2 separate regions of the Mus musculus genome follow, and region 1 is linked to region 2. A link is a contact called in public HiChIP or PLAC-seq data. All regions are on one chromosome and are shown on one strand. The core of a region is the stretch at or near the end of the contact, and the rest is flanking DNA. Distances in the headings are between cores, read along the strand shown. Region 1 has its middle 14 kb from the start of Gm40425. Region 2 overlaps Egln3 (egl-9 family hypoxia-inducible factor 3).

The links. HiChIP or PLAC-seq counts read pairs in DNA pulled down with a chosen protein or histone mark.
Region 1: a contact with region 2 is called in a FOXA1 HiChIP or PLAC-seq map of pancreatic cancer cells. The contact joins two enhancer-like sites. A contact is called at or near these places in 6 of 484 Hi-C or Micro-C datasets (Th1 cells, bone marrow-derived macrophages, brown adipocytes and 2 more), 5 of 115 datasets of contacts at active chromatin or transcription factors (the HL-1 cell line, T-cell acute lymphoblastic leukemia, bone marrow-derived dendritic cells and 2 more) and 1 of 9 other capture datasets (embryonic stem cells).

Annotation. Positions count from the first base shown.
Region 1 is chr12:54,534,889-54,537,588 of GRCm38.p6, reverse strand. No RefSeq gene overlaps it. Among named protein-coding and RNA genes, the nearest start is that of Gm40425, 14 kb to the left of the region's middle. Within about 2 kb of position 1,253, at least 16 of the 459 cell types and tissues checked have an H3K27ac peak or open chromatin away from gene starts, as enhancers often do. A contact at or near this core is called in pancreatic cancer cells, where this site is marked.
Region 2 is chr12:54,186,611-54,189,550 of GRCm38.p6, reverse strand. All of the region lies in intron 1 of Egln3 (egl-9 family hypoxia-inducible factor 3), which reads left to right. Among named protein-coding and RNA genes, the nearest start is that of Gm40424, 11 kb to the right of the region's middle. Within about 2 kb of position 1,525, at least 76 of the 459 cell types and tissues checked have an H3K27ac peak or open chromatin away from gene starts, as enhancers often do. A contact at or near this core is called in pancreatic cancer cells, where this site is marked.

The DNA of each region.
Region 1 (2,700 bases), core at 4-2,503, 350 kb before region 2:
ACAAATTAGGCCAAACCTAGCTGAAGATCTTTTGGCTCATACTACCCTCCTCCTGTGCGTTATTTGGATCGACACATAAAGATAAAGTCTTTCGGATTTAGCAACTCCGGTTTCCTATAGGCGTGGCCGATACCCCCACCCCATGATGTATTAAAACAGGGTCTCACGTAACCCAGGCTGGCCTCCAATTCACTACATAGCCAAGACCAGCCTCAAACTCTGGAGCCTCCTGCCCCCACCTCCCAGGTAATGAGATTATGCGCATGCGCCATCACTCTTGGCTCCTGGCTGAAAAATTTAAAGCCATGATTGTAGGCAAGCCTTTGCTTGGCAACAGGCTTGATACATCTCTGTAAAAGCGGGAAGAATACTCTGAATGAACCCCAAGAGAGCGTGCACAATTCCAGACTCTGAATAAAACCTCTGTCTTCCACAAGGAGCTCCTTGGAGTCCCTAGAATTCCTCTTGGGGGAGTGAACAGTGTTCGCTGTGAACAGACTCGTAAGTGTGTTGACTTAAACGAAAAACCTCTAGGGAGGAAAAAGTCATCAATCTAACTTGTAAGAAACATGGACGCTGGAAGAAGTGTGAGGATTTCAATTTGGAACAAGAGATGAAACAGAACAGAATTACACAGAGCAATGAGAGAGCCAAGGATTGTCTCCAGGGTGGATGGAGCTGGCGCTGAGAGGAACTTGGTTACCCGTTCAGTGTGGAAATGGAGAAACATGAATTCCCAGAGTCAACCAATCCAGAAGGACCTTCAGGACCTCATTTACTGTCCTCCAAATGAGCGATGTAGCTCTTTCTTTTCAACATCTCCCATATTTTTTTTTTTTTTTTTAATGTGTGAATGTTCTTTATGAGTGACTCCTTGTTCAGGTTTGTGTGAATGGGAACAAAGCCTTCTGGGACAGACTCAGGAAAAAAAAAAACAACCCAAGGTTATATAGTTGACACTGGGAACGCAGCAATTGCTTTGCTGTGAATTTTGAGACTTTTCAGTTCCTATAGTTTTCTGTGGGATTTTTGAATTAAAAAAAAAAAAAGGAGGAGGGGTGGATAGAGAGATTGTCTCAGGACAGTGGATCATTTTTTGTTTCTTTATGGTCCCTAACAGGAAGTCTGAAAACTCCCTCACAAAGAACTAAAAAACCATTATGTTAATTCACCAGCCATCAATACTATGAGTAATTCCCCAAAGTCATAAAACAACACTGCATCATAGTAAGGACAGAGCTGCCTTTCATAGAGGGTAGTTGGGGAGTTTCAAAGTCCCTACAGGCCATGGCAGATGGAGGCAGGAGGCAGGAGGCAGGAGGCAGGAGGCAGGAGGCAGGAGGCAGGAGGCAGGAGGCAGGAGGCAGGAGGCAGGAGGCAGGAGGCAGGAGGCAGGAGGCAGGAGGCAGGAGGCAGGAGGCAGAGGCGACCAGGACTGGCTCCTCCTCTCCTGATGCTTTCCTGATGCTCCCCCTCCCCCCAAGCAGCATCTGGGCTTTCTTAAGGACCATTTAAATGTCTCCAAGCCTGCTGACCAGTTTTCAGTTCCTTAGGCACGCATGGTGGAAAGAAAGAACCAATTCCCAAAAGTTATCTTTTGGCTTCCACATCTATACCACAGCATGATTTACCTCTGTGACTGGGCTGCTGTGCAGATTATCGGGGCGCGGGGGGGGGGGGGGGGGGGGAGGGGTCAGAAGGGACATTCAGCTGTCATGTAGATACTAAAAGAGCCTTCTGTCCTCCAGTATTGAAAATAGCCATGTAAAAGACTTGATCGTGGGGGCCAGAGATGGCTCAGTGGCTAAGAGCACCAGCAGCTCTCCTAGGGGACCCGGATCTGATTCCAAGCGCTCACATGGCAGCTTATAACTGTCTGGAACTCCAGTTCCAAGGACTCTGATGACTTCAGTCTCCTGTGCAGAAAGCCAGCCTTGTTTATGGTTCAGTGACACACATAAAGCAAAGCACCCTTACCTAAAAAAATCATCAGTGCGAGGGGTTCTCAGAAGTTAGAATTAAAATAATAAATACTTCAGAGTAAAGAATGTGAGTACTCTATGGTGTCATTTATGCTTTTATGTTAAATCATTGCTGGAAATATTAATTGTATCAGGTTATAAGCATTAGGTATTCGTTACTGATGGTAATTTAATATTTTCTTCTCAGGATCATCTAGACTTAGACTACACTTAGTATCTTCAACAAGACACGGTGAGATAACAGATTCAACAAACAAAATAAAAACAAGCATTGCTGAAAAATGTAACACTCATTTATTCTTAGGATTCTTTTTTCTCCCAGTAATTACCATATTAAATTAAATTAAGCAAAAACTATAGTGCTTTCTGTCTCCAGGGGTGAACTCTGAAGCGAACGTCTTTTCTCACTGAGGCATCTGCAGCTGGCTGTCTGAAATCACTTGTCTCCTGGTTTCTCAACTCATTCTGTCTCTTTCAGATTATTTTTTATCGCTTACCGCTCGCTTCCTCATGAACGTAGAAGCTATGGAATGGAGATAAGACAGAACTTAGTTAATTTTGCCTTTTATTACTGACTGGTTAAGGGGGAAATTGAAAGGGAAAAGAAAGTTAAAACAGCCAGAAGAGGATGTAAAACTATCTCTGGTCTCTTTATCTTTCATCTAGTCCTCAGATGACGCAGTGATCAGCAATCAGATCCCTGCCCCCGTGAGCTTTC
Region 2 (2,940 bases), core at 276-2,775:
GTTTGATTCCTAGCACCCAGGTCAAGCTGCTCACAGTGGCTTGTACCTCCCGTTTCAGGGGGATCTGATACCTCCTGGCCTCCACCAGCACCAGTCCTTTCCTACCCATGGAGACATAATTAAGCAATAATATTAAATCCCCCCCCCAAAAGGAGAATTAAAAAACACTCTTGAAAAGCTGTTGCTAATATTTGTTTAGTAAGTAAGAGGTCCAATTTGTCAGTAGACCAAAATTTAAAGGCTGTTCAGCCAGATATCTTTACAGTTCTACTGCTCATGGTTTGGCTTTTCGTTGTATCTCCTTTTGACTGCATCTCCTTTTGTTAGACAGGCTACTCTAAAATGTGTGATGCTCCTGCTTCAGCCACCTCAGGAACTGAGTAACAGCTGTGAGATACTGTTTCAGGCTTAAACAATATCTGTATATCAATTGTTAATTGTTATAAATAAAATGATCAGTTTTAAAAAGTTTTTTGCTCAGTAAAAATTTGCATAACATGCAACTTTGCATTTGTAAAGATCAAGTTATACCAAGAAATATGATTCCAAAGTCCTGAGCAATGTGTAATGTGATATATATATACTCATTTTAATGAAAATGCATGGTATGGCTTCTTTCTTTTTGAGCGGCTAGGAGCCAGACCTATGCTGTGGCACATGTTAGGTGTGACTCTACTGCTTGCCTCCACCCCCTCCTCCACCCCCATCTGCAGTTTGATCTGTAGAGAAGTACTAAGTGTGAATGATCATTGTTGCTGAGTGAACAGTTGAAGCTGTGCATACTGGTTTTAAAACTGTCTCCTTACTCTAGCTGTGGCTGGTTGCTTTGGAACATCCAGTTGAGGCCTTGGAGTGTCCACCCTGGGCTTGATCTCTGAACACAGTAATTCTCCCACAGCCCCTCACAGATGCATGGTTTTCTTTTCTCCTGGTGGCCTTTTGTAAAGTAGATTTTATACTTGGATTCTGCTTTAGTTCTTCTATATGTGTGCACTTCTTCTTGCCTGAACGTGACCATGGAGGTGTCTTGAAGCACATATCTCTGGTGTTGAGCCAGCTCGGGAACACCTGGTTCATTCCTCTCATTTCCTGTTGCTACAGAGCTGTGGAGAGGCCTCTGGGGATGGGGGGTTTGTGCCGGGGCCAGTGCCGGGGCCAGTGCCGGGGCCGGTGACACGTCAGAGAATGTGCAGAATCAGAAGACACGCTGATTCATCTGCAAGCCCAGGCCTAGAACCAGGGGTACAGTGACCATGCTACCACAGGGACACTGATGTGCTATTAAACTGCTGTAGATTTCAAGTATTGGTCAAGTCAGGAAGTTTTTACCAATAAAAAACCCCTATAGTAAGATACCTTCCTCGTTCCCATAAAACAATGAAGTGTTGCAACATTTCCCTCGGACCTGCACTCTGGCTCCTTTTACAGACTTGATGAGGTTTAGATAACAGATCTGATAAGCCCATCAGTTTCCGGAGTCTGTTACTGCCCCGTGCACAAATTGGCATGGGTCTGATGACTCAACACTGAGGTTTGCCCATCAGTGCATCCTTAGCTTCACAGTTTGAGATCCTGGCAGTTGGGAATGTGTCTGAGCCAAAACCCATCTCCTATGGCACTCAGCCAGAAACCTCAGTGGTACAATTGGTCAGTAAGGTTGCGGCGGGACCTTTGAGCGGCCCGTGGTTTCCTCCCATTGTTTAAACGTGGTGCACATGGCTTCTGGAGTCAGAGAGAGGGTGACTTGCACTCTGGCCAGAAAAAAAGATTTTTTTTCCCCTTCCCTTCACAACGTGTATGCTCACAATTAGAGAGGTGTCTTAGTGGTAAGTCCACAAGGAACTGTGCCGGCACATTCTCTCTTTTATACCTGCAGCAGTTAGTGGAGGGTGTGTTTGTGGGAACAGTCTGTATTTCCTGCCTGTATTTTAATTCAAGCTGAGTTCTAAAGCCCATTTGTGCTTCTTAATGTGCTGCAAGACACTGCTCTCTCCACACACGGTACACTGAGCTCCGATCGAGTCTTCTCTCTCTTTGGACGTTGGAGGACTGTGTCAATTACTTGTCTCGTTGCTGTAACAAAACACCCGAAACACCGGACAAAAGCAACTGAAGGAAGGAAGGATTTATTTTGGCTCAAGTCCCAAGGCACAGTGCATTGTGGCAGGAAGTCGTGGTGCAAGCTCAAAGCAGCTGGTCAGGGTGATTCCACAGTCAGGAAGCAGAGGGAAAAGGATGCTGGTGGCCAGCTAGCTCGTTTTCTCCCTTTTTAGTTAGGACAGGTCTTTCCACCTCAATTAACCCAATCTACAAAATCTATCTCGGACAAGCCCAGAGATCTGTCTCCAAGGTGATCCTACATCCTGTCAAATCGGCAATCGATATAAACTGCACAGCCCGTCCTCCTCATCATGTGAAATAGCCTGGGACCACAGACAGTTGCAGACGAGGTAGATGGCAGGCATCCAGACCACTGACCTTTTCTGGGAGCAGAGCTGTTTGGGAATATAAAGCTAAAGCACTGACTGACAGCAGGGGAGACTGGGATGGTGGGGGAAATCATGGAGTAATGGTGCTAAGTGACTTTCATTGTTGGCCCTTACACTTCTGGCCACTGCTTCCAGGAATAGGTAATTCCCTATGTTGTAGGCAACTTCATTTGTCTCTTCCTCTCCAGCCACACCAGCAATCACCCTTTTTCAAGACACCATCTATTTGATAATGCCATAATTTGTCAAATCCTTATTACAGTCACTTCAAAATCCAACTTTCGGGGAGACAGACGTTCAGGCTAACAGAGCAACTTCAGCTCTACACGTGACAGCATAGTGGCTCTTTCTGAGGTGGGCTGAGGGATTGCTAGCTGCGACAAATAAAAGGTGTAGATATCCTCTGATTTAAACTTCAGGTTCATTGCAAAGCCAGGCCACTACTCATCCT